Linked DNA regions of Xenopus tropicalis: region 2 is linked to region 1. The links are chromatin contacts, called in public Hi-C maps. All regions are on one chromosome and are shown on one strand. The core of a region is the stretch at or near the end of the contact, and the rest is flanking DNA. Distances in the headings are between cores, read along the strand shown. Region 1 overlaps vangl2 (VANGL planar cell polarity protein 2). Region 2 has its middle 8.7 kb from the start of vangl2.

What was found. Hi-C and Micro-C count contacts between places; a contact is called where the count stands out from the background.
Region 2: a contact with region 1 is called in a Hi-C map of neurula embryo, with 3 times the contacts expected there. The contact joins two enhancer-like sites. A contact is called at or near these places in 5 of 5 Hi-C or Micro-C datasets (brain, gastrula embryo, liver and 2 more).

Annotation. Positions count from the first base shown.
Region 1 is chr8:137,133,867-137,141,121 of UCB_Xtro_10.0, forward strand. It overlaps vangl2 (VANGL planar cell polarity protein 2), which reads right to left. Exons shown (of 9, transcript NM_001032310.1): 2 at 6,947-7,103; 3 at 2,648-2,920; 4 at 1,713-1,833; 5 at 1-419. The coding sequence starts at 2,718. Among named protein-coding and RNA genes, the nearest start is that of vangl2, 39 kb to the right of the region's middle. Within about 2 kb of position 4,980, at least 1 of the 11 cell types and tissues checked has an H3K27ac peak or open chromatin away from gene starts, as enhancers often do. A contact at or near this core is called in neurula embryo, where this site is marked.
Region 2 is chr8:137,181,467-137,188,512 of UCB_Xtro_10.0, forward strand. No RefSeq gene overlaps it. Among named protein-coding and RNA genes, the nearest start is that of vangl2, 8.7 kb to the left of the region's middle. Within about 2 kb of position 5,670, at least 1 of the 11 cell types and tissues checked has an H3K27ac peak or open chromatin away from gene starts, as enhancers often do. A contact at or near this core is called in neurula embryo, where this site is marked.

The sequences.
Region 1 (7,255 bases), core at 3,730-6,229:
ATCCGTACTCCATAAAAGAGCCAGTAGGAAACCACCAAGAGGAAGACGAGCACCATGAGAAGGGCTCTGAAAACAAACACCCTTGGGAAGAAGGCTTTGGGGCGGCGGAAGAACAGTGCCCAGCTGCCCAGTAGAAGGATGAGGAGCTTGAAGGCCACGGAGATGAAGAGACCCTCACAGGCTGTGCCACATTGCTCCAAGTCCTCTCTCCATAGGATCTGGGGCAGCAGCATGAAGGCTATTGGGGTCAGGAACGAGAGCAGAGCCAAGGCTCCACCAATGACAACCCCAAGGTGTCTAGAGCAGTCCAGCTTGGCGCTGTCCTCCATGTCCTTAGTGATGCGCGTGATGTCATCATGGGATATACTGTGCTCGGAGGTCCCCGTGACCACGGTGGTGGTTTCCCCCCAGTTATCATCCTGTGGTACAAAAAAAATAAAGTATAAGGTCGACTCATACATGTTGGGTAGGTAAGAAGAGCATGTTGGACAAGGGCTGCTTAGTCCTCTCTCCTGACTGGTCTACACTGCCCTGTTGGCATGGTTGCCAGAATCAGATTAGCCACGCCCTCTTATGTAGTTCCACCAATGCTTATTTATACCTTATGGGTAATAACATACCTCGGTTCTACTTGACCTAATCGGAAGGTAACAAAGAAACTGCCCCTCTAAAGCCCCATCCAGTTAGCCTTGGAGGGCAGCCAATCAGAGAACTCATTTTTTGTAACTGAGTTTATACAATTTAGTGCTAATAATAATAATAATCTGGATCCTCTACAGATTTCCATTTTTTTATGTACCTACAGCTCTACATAAGGGTGGGAGTTACCATAGGGACACTTTTAAAGAGGTAAACCCCCAAAGATTGTATATACATACAATGAACATCCAACAATCTTTTTTATAATATTAAATATATATTTTTTTATAACTGTTTTCCCACAATGCACTGGGCAGGAGGCAGCATACACCATAAGCCTCCTACATGAGTGAAGCAGCAACTCCCGCCGTTGACATGGCTTGGCAACAATGACATCACCGGGCACCAATCACAAGGCAGCACCAATTAGCCTTCCTAGCAGAGCAGCTCGCACCGTCTCGTTGGCTCGGAGCCAAGCCAGTAAGGGCCCCGGGCACATCTCGCTTACACACTCGGCTGGCTAGCAGGGCTCGTTAATGCCGCAGCATGGCAGGCACGGCCGGAGACGCCGGGAGAGCAGATAAATGGTGCAGGAATCAATAAGCTCTCTCGTTAATTACCTCTGCAGACACCCGCGGAAAATAATTACCTACAGGACCTGTCAGGGCATTTCCATATCTGCACCGCTAGTGTCTGAGCTACAGAGAGGCCTGGCACCAAGCATATTCACTGTATGGATCCCAGGGACAGAGACAGGAGGTCCCCCAAAGATATCACTCCCCTCTGAATATAACCTAAGGGTTAACTTAGGGGGCTGTTCCTGCTGAATTGTGCTTAGTACAGGGGAATCCCTATGTGCCATAGTTTTATGGTATCTCTCTGTACAGACTATGAGCAAACTTAGGGGGCTGTTCCTGCTGAATTGTGCTTAGTACAGGGGAATCCCTATGTGCCATAGTTTTATGGTATCTCTCTGTACAGGCTATGTTGCCCTACCCAACCTAATACCAAGGCAATTTTTAGATAAAGTAATCAGAGACCAATCGATCAAACAATCTCATTTCCAAACGTACCCTGTCTTCCCCTCTCGTTGACTCATTATCCAATAAGGGCTCCCCTGGCGCCTGGATTGTGACCGACTTATCACCGCGACTTCCTTCTCGGCTTTTAGATCTGTGCCGCTCCCTCCGATCTCTGCAAAATGAAGAATTACACCAGCTTAGCATTTGCCTTTTCAGTTCAAGCCCAACATGGAGGTTCAACCTTTGTTCAGTACCCCCCTTATCGCATAACAAGGTTACAGATATACACCCCTAACCGACCCCCATACTGAACCCCCAGCCCTGCCTGAACCTCCCTACCAGTGGGCACAGGCTATTTAGATTTGGCTGGCTGGCCACAAAGTAGCAATGTTCCCTTGCCTGCTCTTTCCCAAAGAACCTGGAATCAAACTGCCGTCATGTTATGTCTTGTTATAGGAATGTTTCCCCTTTATATCAGCAGCCAATGGGGAGAGCCGCTGGCAGGAGGCGGGATCATAATCATACAATGGGGTAACAGTCACCCTGCTATAGTTCCAGGGGTACCCAGGGCACAAATAAGCACTCACCCCAAATCCCCCCCTAACTGGCCTTCAGGCTGGGCCCCCTTAGCCCATAACAAGGTTACAGATATATAGAAACATTGGGGTAACAGTCACCCTGCTATAGTTCCAGGGGTACCCAGGGCACAAATAAGCACTCACCCCAAATCCCCCCCTAACTGGCCTTCAGGCTGGGCCCCCTTAGCCCATAACAAGGTTACAGATATAGAGAAACATTGGGGTAACAGTCACCCCGCTATAGTTCCAGGGGTACCCAGGGCACAAATAAGCACTCACCCCAAATCACCCCCTAACTGGCCTTCAGGCTGGGCCCCCTTAGCCCATAACAAGGTTACAGATATATAGAAACATTGGGGTAACAGTCCCCCCGCTATAGTTCCAGGGGTACCCCGTAACCTTTCCCACCTGTGCTTTCGGGAACTCCTGGAGTGGCCGGACTTATAGGAGTAACCCGAGTACTGGGAGTCGTTGTCCATGTTTTCAGAGTAGCGGCTTTTGTGCCGTTCCACGTTGGCGGGTTTGGGTCCCCCCGACCCCTGTGTCGAAGCCAAAACTGCGACTGCCTCTTTCAGCACTGGTTTCTTCAGGCCAAAAGGCACCTTCAGAAAGTCAACTTTAACCTTTAGGGACTCTATTTTGATTGGCTGTCCGGTCCCCGCTCATAAGAAAATCCGAGGCCTGTGAGGGAAGGAGGGAGAGTATGAATGGAGAGAAGGGAATTGCTTGGGGGGAGTCGGGGGCTCTGCAGATCATTAGCAAATACAAACACAATATAATTAATTACTGATCACACTTGAGGAATTGTTAGGTGATTACATATATATAATTGGAGCAATAAATGGATAATGGACTCAGGGTGTGTTCATACGGGAATCTGTCAGTGCTCGTGCCGATTGGCTGCTAATAGGAAGCTGCTGAATGATCCGTTAGCAGATGAATGATCTCTGGGTAATGACAAGCAGTGAGGCACAGGGGAGGCACAAGGGAATCACCGGCCATGTTGGGCAACACAGTAAGGGTTCAGCTGGGTGGAAAGGTTGGTGGGGGGGGGCAACCCTGGACAAAATGTTGGATTTTGGCCACATCATGCCTTGACCACTCCCCCTTGTTATGCCTTGCTAGGGGTTCCAATACAACTAACCCCCTAAGGGCTGGCCAACCCCACAGGGGGGAAAGGAAAAGGCAGACCAACAATAGGGGGGGGAGAAAGGAGAAGGTACCCCAATATTAGACTATAAGCTCTACGGGGCAGGGACCTCCTTCCTACTGTGTCTCATACCACATGGCACTTACTCCGTGTATTTATATTTATTTATTGTATTTATTATAACACTTGTCCTCCCTGTGTGTAATTGTGTATATTGTAAGATTGTACAGCGCTGCGTACCCTTGTGGTGCTTTATTAATAAAGTTATACATACACATACATATTAGTATAGGAAGACCAACAAAATGGGGGGAGGCAAGGAGACGGAAGATCATCAATAGCGGGGGGCAAGGAGATGGAAGATCATCAATAGCGGGGGGCAAGGAGATGGAAGATCATCAATAGCGGGGGGCAAGGAGATGGAAGATCATCAATAGCGGGGGGCAAGGAGATGGAAGATCATCAATAGCGGGGGGCAAGGAGATGGAAGATCATCAATAGTGGGAGGAAATGTGACATAAGAATGACATGGGGGGAAATGAGAAGGTACCCCCAACAATAATGAGGGGTAAAGAAGGTACCCCAAGAATTGGGGGGGGGGGGAGAAGGTATCAACAATAGTGGGGGGGGGGGGGCAAAGAGATGGGAGAACAACAATAGTGAGGGGAAGAAGACTTCAGTAAAACAGTGGTGGGGGTAGGTAGACACCCCAACAATAATGGGGGGGGGGGAAGGAGACGTAAGAAGGACAGTGGGGGGGGGGGGGGGAGAAGGGGAAGGTACCACAACAATAGTGGGGGGGGAAAGGAGAAGGTAGGCCAAGTGTAGGGGGGACAGGAGAAAGCAGAGGATTATGTGTGGGGAAGAAGGCAGAAGAAGAGGTGGAGGAGCAGGGAGAAGGCAGTTGAACAGGGGCCAGGGAGCAGGCAACCCAGAATGTACCCCCCCCCCCCCCCCACAGCACCACAGGGAAACTGGGCCAGAGGCACGGGAACAGTAAGGCCCATCTCTCTGTGCCCCAACTTGCCTCCTCCCCCCTGCTATTGGAACATCCCACGCCGACAGGTGAGAACTTATTATCTCTGCTTTCCCAATCCCCCCCGGGGCAACTCTTTGGTTAACTCTCCCTGGCAGCCAATCAGGCCCTGTCTGTGTTTACACACACACCATACTCACTTGCCTTACACTCCGACGGGCCTTATTAAAGGGGAAATAAACCACGGATTAGGCAGCAGCATTAGTTTAGGGCTGGACTATGTCTCAGGGCACAACAATGGGATAAAACCACTGAAGGTTAGTTACCCTTTATCTAAAAGAATGCTGACATTTTGGGGGAGAAATTGACGACACCACACACCTAGAGAAATGGGCTTTGATGCCACAAAGAGAAAGCAGTGGGGTGTGCGTGTGTGTGGGGAGGTGTCTTGTTTAGGCCGGGTTACCATGGAAACGCCATTTTGAAGCATAAAGAGACAATCCCCTCCTGCCTTTTCCCAAAGAGCCGAGGAAGAGCCAGGGTCAGGGTGCTGCTGTCAAGGCCCGGCTTTTGTCCCGAATGCCGGAATTTTTTTTGCCTCTATTACCATGGCAACACAAAGGCCCTCTTCTCCTTTCTCCCCTACGCCCTCCCCTTTTCTTTGACCACTTGTTTCCAAGGCGATAGCATTCGGGCCGGCAAGCATTCTCCCCAGCCAGGGAATGGGAGTCCAATCTGGGAGGAGAAAGTTGCAGTAAATGGGTGGGGGGGGGTTTGTGGGAGACAAAAAAAAAAAAAAAAATAAGTAAAAAAGAAAAAAAAAAAGTCCCATTTTTGTAACCTCTCTCCCTTTTGTTCCGCCGATCGGATCGGATTTCTCCAGGGAGCGTGAATATAAAAACGTCTCCAAGAATAAAAACTCGCCAAAGGGCAGCTACGCCCCAAACCCCTCCGGGGGCCACAGAGCCGCTTTGTGAGAAGCTTTTAATTAGCAATGAAAAGGGGGGGAAGTTTTATCTTATTTCAATCCTGAAATGAATAAGGAAAATAAAAAATAAAACGGAACTACTTTCAGTTGTATTTCATAGACAAAAATAGTATAAAAAAAAATAAAAAGTTGGAAGGGGGTAAGGAAAGTTTTGGTTAAAGGGGAAATATACCCAATAGATATCTTTTATATCTACTTTTTGAGCCCGCAACGACCGGATTAACTTTTCATACATGGGAAGCATCAGCCGACGCAGGGGGAGGGGTCAGCACTGTTACATCACTAAAGTGGGCGGGGTCCCTGCTTGAAGTCTGAGGGCGAAGACACATGGGACGATTAGTTGCTGCGACTTTCCGAAAAGTTGCGATGACTAACCTGCAGGACGAAATTGGGAACGTGAATTGTCATGGCGACGAGATTAACCCCTATGGGCTGTTAGTCGCCACGACTGAATTAATTGCCCCATGTGTCTTCGCCCTTACCTGTCCAAACCCGCACTTGGGCCTCAGCACCTTGGCCAAACTTCTCTCAAACGTTACTGCTCAGAAAGGCCAAGCAAGCATTCAACCGCTTTCCATGATTCATCCCCATTCATTCACCATTTTACCCACAAGGCACCCCTGAAAGCCAGGACTAGGCCAGCTATTGGGCCAGCATTGTAAATCAGAGCTGACCAGGGCCGCTAAACCAGTCCCTTAACTTCCCAATTAGATTTCTGTATAGATGCAGATGGCACGGCTGCTTAGAATGCACTTCGGCCTGCAGCAGAAAGCCATTAACGCTCTCCTCTGGACAATTCCAGAAAGAAAAATACCCGACACCAATGCATATCAAGGTCTGCCCCCCAGGTTTCCTCCTACTTCATACACGGTCGGCAAAGGAGCCAAAGCACCGGCCCCCGGAGGGCCGCAGCGCAACTCAAGCGGATAGGATTTCCATTGTGGAGAGTCGGTGTAGAACCAACGCTCTGGCACCGAGGAGAACTGGAAATACCAGTTTGTTCCATTCCTCCCAGTTCAAAGTCCACATTACAAAAAAAGAAAGAGGCAGAAGTTTCCCAAAGCGAAACGCGTCGGGTGCTAGAGGCCTAAGCTTTCTTGGCTAAAGAAAGGGGGTCGAGCAGCGGGGAAGGGGGGGCCTTCAAGTAAATGTGAGTAGGCTTTAGAAGCCAATGCCTTACCCCCTCTGCCCCCACCCTTTAATGTCCAACTAATAGGAAGAGCCTGACCAAGAGAAGAGAAGCGAGCCCCCCCCCCCCCCCGATCTTGGGTTTGGCTCACACGTCGTACCGGAACTAAAATGCATCAGCAACAAGGAATTTCCACCCCCCAGATACACAAAAAAAAAAGCAGACCAACTGCAAACTGTCTCAGACTATCATTGCATCGTGCCAAAAGGTAATTTAAAGGGGAACTGATCCTGTGACATTCTATGCACACAATAAGCTATAGCCCCATATAATAATGGCAAGAATAAGTATATCTGGGTAAAGCTGCAGTCGCAGAGTTATTACCACAGCGGTACCTGCGCCTAAAGCGACGCATTTCGCATAGATCTCTATAGGAAGCAGTGATATGGGGACAGGGAACTCACCCAATGAAACACGCAGGAAGTTGGGAGAAGATGATGAGATTAGCACATCTTTATGCTGATTGGCTACTTGCAAGATGGAAAGCAGTGCGTTGTCCGGTGTGGCTCAGCATGGAGGTTCCGCAGCAAAGATGCCATTCAGGGCACATGTATGTCAGGCCTGCAAAAAAGACAACAGGGGTTAATACAAATATACAGAGAAGGAATGTTCTGGGCACACAATAAGCTGTACCCCCATACTGTACTGTCTAAGGGAAACACTATGGCACCTCCTACCCATATGTATAAATACAAATATACAGAGAAGGAATG
Region 2 (7,046 bases), core at 4,420-6,919, 48 kb after region 1:
AATGTGGTCTATGCCTGTTGGGTTTTTAGACTTTCTGATAGATATCTGTCCAATTTTGCAGCTAGGTCCTTAGAAGTGTGCCATACAGGGACCAATAAGCTCCCAACTTGGTCTGTAGGGACCCATGTATGGCCACCCCATGAAATAGCTTAAACTAAGTGAAAAAAATTGTCCAAGAACCCCACCTTGGCTCTATTGTGCAGGTCATAAAAGCAAGACTCCTTGGGGAGAGGTAAGTGTGGGACTTGGAGGAGGAGATGATACAGGGTTAGGATTATGGTTGGCTGCCACACACTGCCACGTCATTGGTCAGATAGGTAGAACCTTAAGGGAAGCACCATAACTGTATCACTGTAATGTGAGGGGTACTACGAAGAACCTAGCTAGCGACTCCAATATAACTGGTCAACTTAAGTCTTCTTCAATAATTACCTCTAAAGTGAGATTTGCAAGCATGAAGAATACCTGAACACTGTATATAATTCATCCTCTGGCCAAACTTGGCATTGGCCATACCAACCTGGTTTGTGACAAGAGTGCCATTCAGAGAGGCCAATGGGTACTAACAAGAAACAACACACATTCGTGTGAACAAAACAGGCGTGTCCCAGGAACGTGCCCCCAACAGGAATAGTCATTTTTCAAAAGTCTGTTCTACTGTCATTCCTTTTATCTGTGGATAGACAGGATGGAATTAGCCTTGGGCCCTCTCACCTTCTGCGTATCCATGAGCATCATAGCACTTCCCAGCAGGTATGGGAGGGAGGTATAACAGTATTAGAGCTGTCTCAAGAGACTGCAAACCTGAAAGCTCATTATCTCTTGGAAGTGTGTGTGGGAACCTGTAATTCAATTACAAGGTGATGTGGAAATTGGATTAGTCGCAGCGAGCACGCCGCCTTGTGTTTCCATCTGCCATGTGTTATCCACACTAGAAATGAAACACGCCAGGCAGGGCATGAAAGACACTGCTAAGGTCCACAACATGGCGTGTTCATGGCCACTGCTTGTGTGGCAAACCAAAGCCTTCATTCTCTTTCATCCATGGACACTCAATACTGCCCCATTTGCTGTGCCTGGCCATAAAAAGCTCAGTTACACAGTGGGGTTGGCAGGTTCCTTGTTGCACTGCATAATGTCTTCATCCAGCAATTTTGCACCAATCCAAACTTGGCTTGCTTCTCCAAAATCACAGAGAAGGAGGGTTTCAAGCATTAAAAGATGGTGCCTGCCAACTGTGCTGCGCTACCATGCTTTTTATAACTAGGTATGACGGATAGGGCAGTTTTGCTGGGGCCCAGTGACATGGTTTGAGAAGGTGAAGGGAGGCATCTAGAGAAGGCCTAGGGTTTTAATAAGGTTTTTGTGCTCATTGAAAGCTTGTCCATGGTGGTTCCTATTCAAGCCAATGAGTGGTTGGGGCCAATAGAGGTTGCTGCACATCCTACTGGCACTGCTGGGACCTTCATCAAGTCTGACACCTTCTCATTAGATGCAACACAGGTACTTGGTGCTAAAAATATGCCCTCCCCAGCCAGGGGGCCAGCCATACCACCAACTGCTAGACCATTTACAACTATAGACCTGCATGGATCTAATTAACTAGACAACTACGCGACCTGGACCTGCAACAGCTTTATCCATAAACCCTCCTCCCACTTTCCTTTCCAGGCCATGCCCCCGTTCCACCTAAACTACGCTCTCTTCTGTGCCCCCCGACTGGAGATATAAATATGTGTGACTCCCAAAAAATCTGGGAGGGTTGACAGGTCTGCATTTCAGTCAAACAAAATGTGAATAGTTTGCTCAACTGAGATAGGGGGAAGAAGGTATTTGTGTGTCAACTATAGGTTTGTCTAACAAGCTTTACCTGTAGAACATTCTATTTCTGTTGAGGGCTTGGAATTACCAAGTCTAAAATTCACAGGGGAGAAGAAAGGCAACAATATCTCAGTCTCGGAAACAGTTAAACAGCTGCAGAGTCGGACTCCGAGAGAGAGGGAGCGTCAGAGCAGCTTTTGTTTGCCAAGGTATCACTTACACTGCAGAGAATGGAAAGGGGAGAACATCAACCTTGAATGAATATTACTGGTAGTCTGTGGGCTTGGGCAGAAATACAGGAATATATATAAAAACACTAACTTAACAGCTTTCCCAGTGTGTTTCCCACTTGTGGTGACTGAGAGTAAAGTTGGCCATACGCTATGAGATCTGCTTGTTTGACAACCCACCCCACACTGGGCCAGATTAGGCTAATCCAATTGTTGGCCTAGGGCAGAGGTCGCCAACCTTTGTGACCCATGAGCAGCATTTAAATATAAAAAGAGTTGGGGACCAACACTAGAATTCAAAAAGTTCTTCGGGCTGTGATTGGCTACTTGGTAGCTCCTATGTTGACTAGTAGTCTACAGGAGGTTCTGCTTGTAAGTACACTTGGTTTTTATACAACCAAAACCTGCCTCCAAGCTAGAATTTAAAAATAAGGTCCTCCTTAGGCAACATCCAAGGGGTTGGTGAGCCACTGGTTAGGGATCACTGGCCTAGGGGGTCAAAGACCCTCAGGTGAGGACCACATCAATGTACCAATGTGGTTAAAGATAAGAGAAAGACAGAAATGATAGACTCCTTGGTGAGTGTAAAGGTGACTATACAGTAAAAGCTGTTGACAGTCAGCAGCTTATTGGCCTGTGTATTGGGCCTGCCTGAGCGATATGTGGCTGAAAAGCAGCAGGAGGTTTAAAAATTCCATTGGGGAAAGGAGCACATCAGTGCATTGATACAGTCCTTGTCCCCTTGGCCGGCATTCCTGCATGGAAAATTGGTCGTGGGAAAGATTGTATTTGTAACATGTATGGACACCTTTAGGATGATGGTTGGCCACCACACAACTTTGCTCATAGATTCATCTATAAGTGTTTCATACTGGCTGATGTACCTGGTGTTGTAGTTTTCCATTACTATGGAATACAACAATATCACTGTTAGATAGGTAGGTGTGATAGAATGGTAGGCTGTTTTAGTCAAGGGACTGATATTTTGTAAACAAAAAGGTTGTTGGCCTTCTTCCACATGTAAGGATGGTTCCTGAAAAGTTGTGTTTCATTCTTTGTCCACATGGAAACATGACCTAGCACTGTGGGGGGCAGGGTTCCGAGATTGGAAGGCCCACTGCACGTGGTGGCCCTGTGTCTTTTGTACAAAAGGTAGCCATTGGCCTCCTACACAATAAAAGAATGGTACCTGAGAAGTTTTGTTTTATTATGGATATATGGTCCATCAAACATTGGGTTGCTTCCTTCTAATGCCTAAAAGAAAATAGGGTAAAGAAAGGGAAAACAATTGCAAGGCAAGAGAAGAAGAGAGAGAAGAAGTGGAAGAAGAAGAGAAAGAACAGGAAAGACAATAGGAGCAGATCAGAGAAGGTGTAAGGACAAGGGAATGGGAATAGATAGAAGGTTAGCAGATTTGGACAGCTTATTGAATATGTAAGGCAGGCTTTCCTAAACTGTCAGGATGACCCCTTTGGCGGACCCTTAGCAGCAGATGGAGGGGTTGAGCTTATAGGACAGTGGCATTGGGGGAGTTATTATTTGCTGTTGCTGTTACATATAAGTGTTGCCTTTAGGCCAATCAGAGTGGCATCTAAGGTGAACTTTTATTTTCTCTCCTGGATATTCATGGATTTATAGAAGATGAGTGTTTCATAGGACTGGCCTGCCAAAGTACCAGAGGATCACCCATTGGGCCCCAACCAAGGACAACTTCCATAAGCCCTTCCACCATAATTCTATATGACACCGTATACATTAAGCATTGTCCATCTGTAAGAGTGAGCCCTCCACTTCAATGTAAGGAAGAGGGGCGGTTACCAGACTTAGAACTCAATTCTGAATAATTTAGGCTAAATCTTTAGTCCCGCCCAATTGACGAGACAACCGATATCCGACGATCCAGTGATATCGATTGTCTTGTCAAACCACCATACACGCATCGAATATCATACAAAACTAGGTTTTATACTATAATATTGGTGCGTGTATGGCTACCTTTACAGGGGCTTTGCCCAATGCTTCCATACATGTGGTAGGTAAAACCAGGCTGATCCAATTGTTGGCTCCACCTCAGCTTTGCCCAATGCTTCCATACAAGTGGTGGGTAAAACCAGGCTGATCCAATTGTTGGCTCCACCTCAGCTTTGCCCAATGCTTCCATACAAGTGGTGGGTAAAACCAGGCTGATCCAATTGTTGGCTCCGCCTCAGCTTTGCCCAATGCTTCCATACAAGTGGTGGGTAAAACCAGGCTGATCCAATTGTTGGCTCCACCTCAGCTTTGCCCAATGCTTCCATACAAGTGGTGGGTAAAACCAGGCTGATCCAATTGTTGGCTCCGCCTCAGCTTTGCCCAATGCTTCCATACAAGTGGTGGGTAAAACCAGACTGATCCAATTGTTGGCTCCACCTCAGCTTTGCCCAATGCTTCCATACAAGTGGTGGGTAAAACCAGACTGATCCAATTGTTGGCTCCACCTCAGCTTTGCCCAATGCTTCCATACAAGTGGTGGGTAAAACCAGACTGATCCAATTGTTGGCTCCACCTCAGCTTTGCCCAATGCTTCCATACAAGTGGTGGGTAAAACCAGACTGATCCAATTGTTGGCTCCACCTCAGCCTTGCCCAATGCTTCCATACAAGTGGTGGGTAAAACCAGGCTGATCCAATTGTTGGCTCCACCTCAGCCATTGATTTTCTGTTGGGAAAGGGCCACATTTACAGCCAAATGCAGTCTTCACCCAATAGGATTTTCCAGCCTTCCTGATCAATATCTGACTCAACCCTGAAGGCCATGATTTTGACTGGTGAGTGGACACAGCAGCCACTATTGGCCATGACACTTTTGACTTTATGGTGAGACAGGAGCATACATAGTGGAAGCTGGTCTTACTCTTGTTTCCAATGCGGATGTTGTGACATGGTGACCGTCAACCACATTTGCTCTGCATTTCTCAGACAGGTATAGGGGGATGATCTTATGTAGAAAAAAATACATTTTGGTGCCCAGTTGGAATCCCTACAGCTCCGCCCTTCCCTCCCAATGCTGCCCAGAGGGGTCGCAGGAGATGCACGCACGGTATGACAAGACTAATGTGCTGTTTGCAAAACGACTGACTACTGTCAGAGATTTATCTTTTATGGACAATATCTAGAGACAAAAACCATTGCCTGGTTTTCCTGGCAATCTAAAGCGCCACCTAGTGGCCAGGCTACACTTTCATCCTTATTTTGTTTCCCTTCCTCTGGATGATCTAGAAGTTATGTAGGAATAAGTAACATTTTGATCGTCTTACTTCCCCTTTAAGGACAAGATGGCTTTTTATCTCATAGCAGTTTCCTTTCTTCCTGTCCCAATTCAGCTGAATGCCGTCAAGTGTGCACAGCCTGAGAGCCACATACATCACCGGGTGTCAAGGGCACAATAATGAAAATATGCTGACGCAGGGGCCCAGCAGGAAGGCAGAGCTTTTCCCCGATGTTTAGCTGCAGAATGGAACGTTCCAGGAGGGAAAGGGAAAGGGTTAATAATAATCTGCATGAACAAAGAGGTGAAAGCAGTGTATGGAAAAAGCCATTCCATGTCCCAGCGGGGGAGTCCCATACAAACCCAGCCATCCATCAATGCAAGTGCCATTCATTCCCTCCTGTCCCCTTTCACTTTTATTCAGAGCAAAGGGGGAAGGTGACATTCCCTCAACAGCCAATCCCCTGCTTGCCTGGGAGCTTGACCTGCCTGCTGATTGGTCACATTTCAAAATTGCACTGGGCTGACAGGAAGCAGGGAGAGTCTCTTAACGCTTTAAGTGCTGGACAGACCTGTAAATTGAATAGCACCTGTACAGGTATTGGACCCCTTATCCGGAAACCCATTATCCAGAAAGTTCCGAATTACGGAAAGGCCATCTCCCATAGACTCCATTTTAAATAATACAGTACCTGTACTTGATCCCAACTAAGACATAATTACCCCTTATTGGGGGCAGAACAGCCCAATTGGGTTTATTTAATGGTTAAATGATTCCCTTTTCTCTGTAATAATAAAACAGTACCTGTACTTGATCCCAACTAAGATATAATTACCCCTTATTGGGGGCAGAACAGCCCTATTGGGTTTATTTTAATGGTTAAATGATTCCCTTTTCTCTGTAATAATAAAACAGTACCTGTACTTGATCCCAACTAAGATATAATTACCCCTTATTGGGGCAGAACAGCCCTATTGGGTTTATTTTAATGGTTAAATGATTCCCTTTTCTCTGTAATAATAAAACAGTACCTGTACTTGATCCCAACTAAGATATAATTACCCCTTATTGGGGCAGAACAGCCCTATTGGGTTTATTTCATGGTTAAATGATTCCCTTTTCTCTGTAATAATAAAACAGTACCTGTACTTGATCCCAACTAAGATATAATTACCCCTTATTGGGGGCAGAACAGCCCTATTGGGTTTATTTAATGGTTAAATGATTCCCTTTTCTCTGTAATAATAAAACAGTACCTGTACTTGATCCCAACTAAGATATAATTACCCCTTATTGGGGGCAGAACAGTCCTATTGGGTTTATTTCATGGTTAAATGATTCCCTTTTCTCTGTAATAATAAAACAGTACCTGTACTTGATCCCAACTAAGATATAATTACCCCTTATTGGGGCAGAACAGCCCTATTGGGTTTATTTCATAGTTAAATGATTCCCTTTTCTCTGTAATAATAAAACAGTACCTGTACTGGATAAAAGTGATTTACGCATTAGAATGTGAATTCTGCTTTATTCAAGGGAAACTGAAATACAACTCCCAGGACGCCCAGGGGCCTTGGGAGTAGCAGGAATAATCCAACTGAAATACCCTAGAGGAAATCAAGGTGCCCACTAGCTGTGGCATACTCGCCCCTAAGCAGCTGTACTGGCAGATTCAGCGGATAGCTTCAAGGAAGGGTCGGTTGCCTTTTTAGCAAGGGAGAAACTACAAGGCTACTGTGAGCAATACA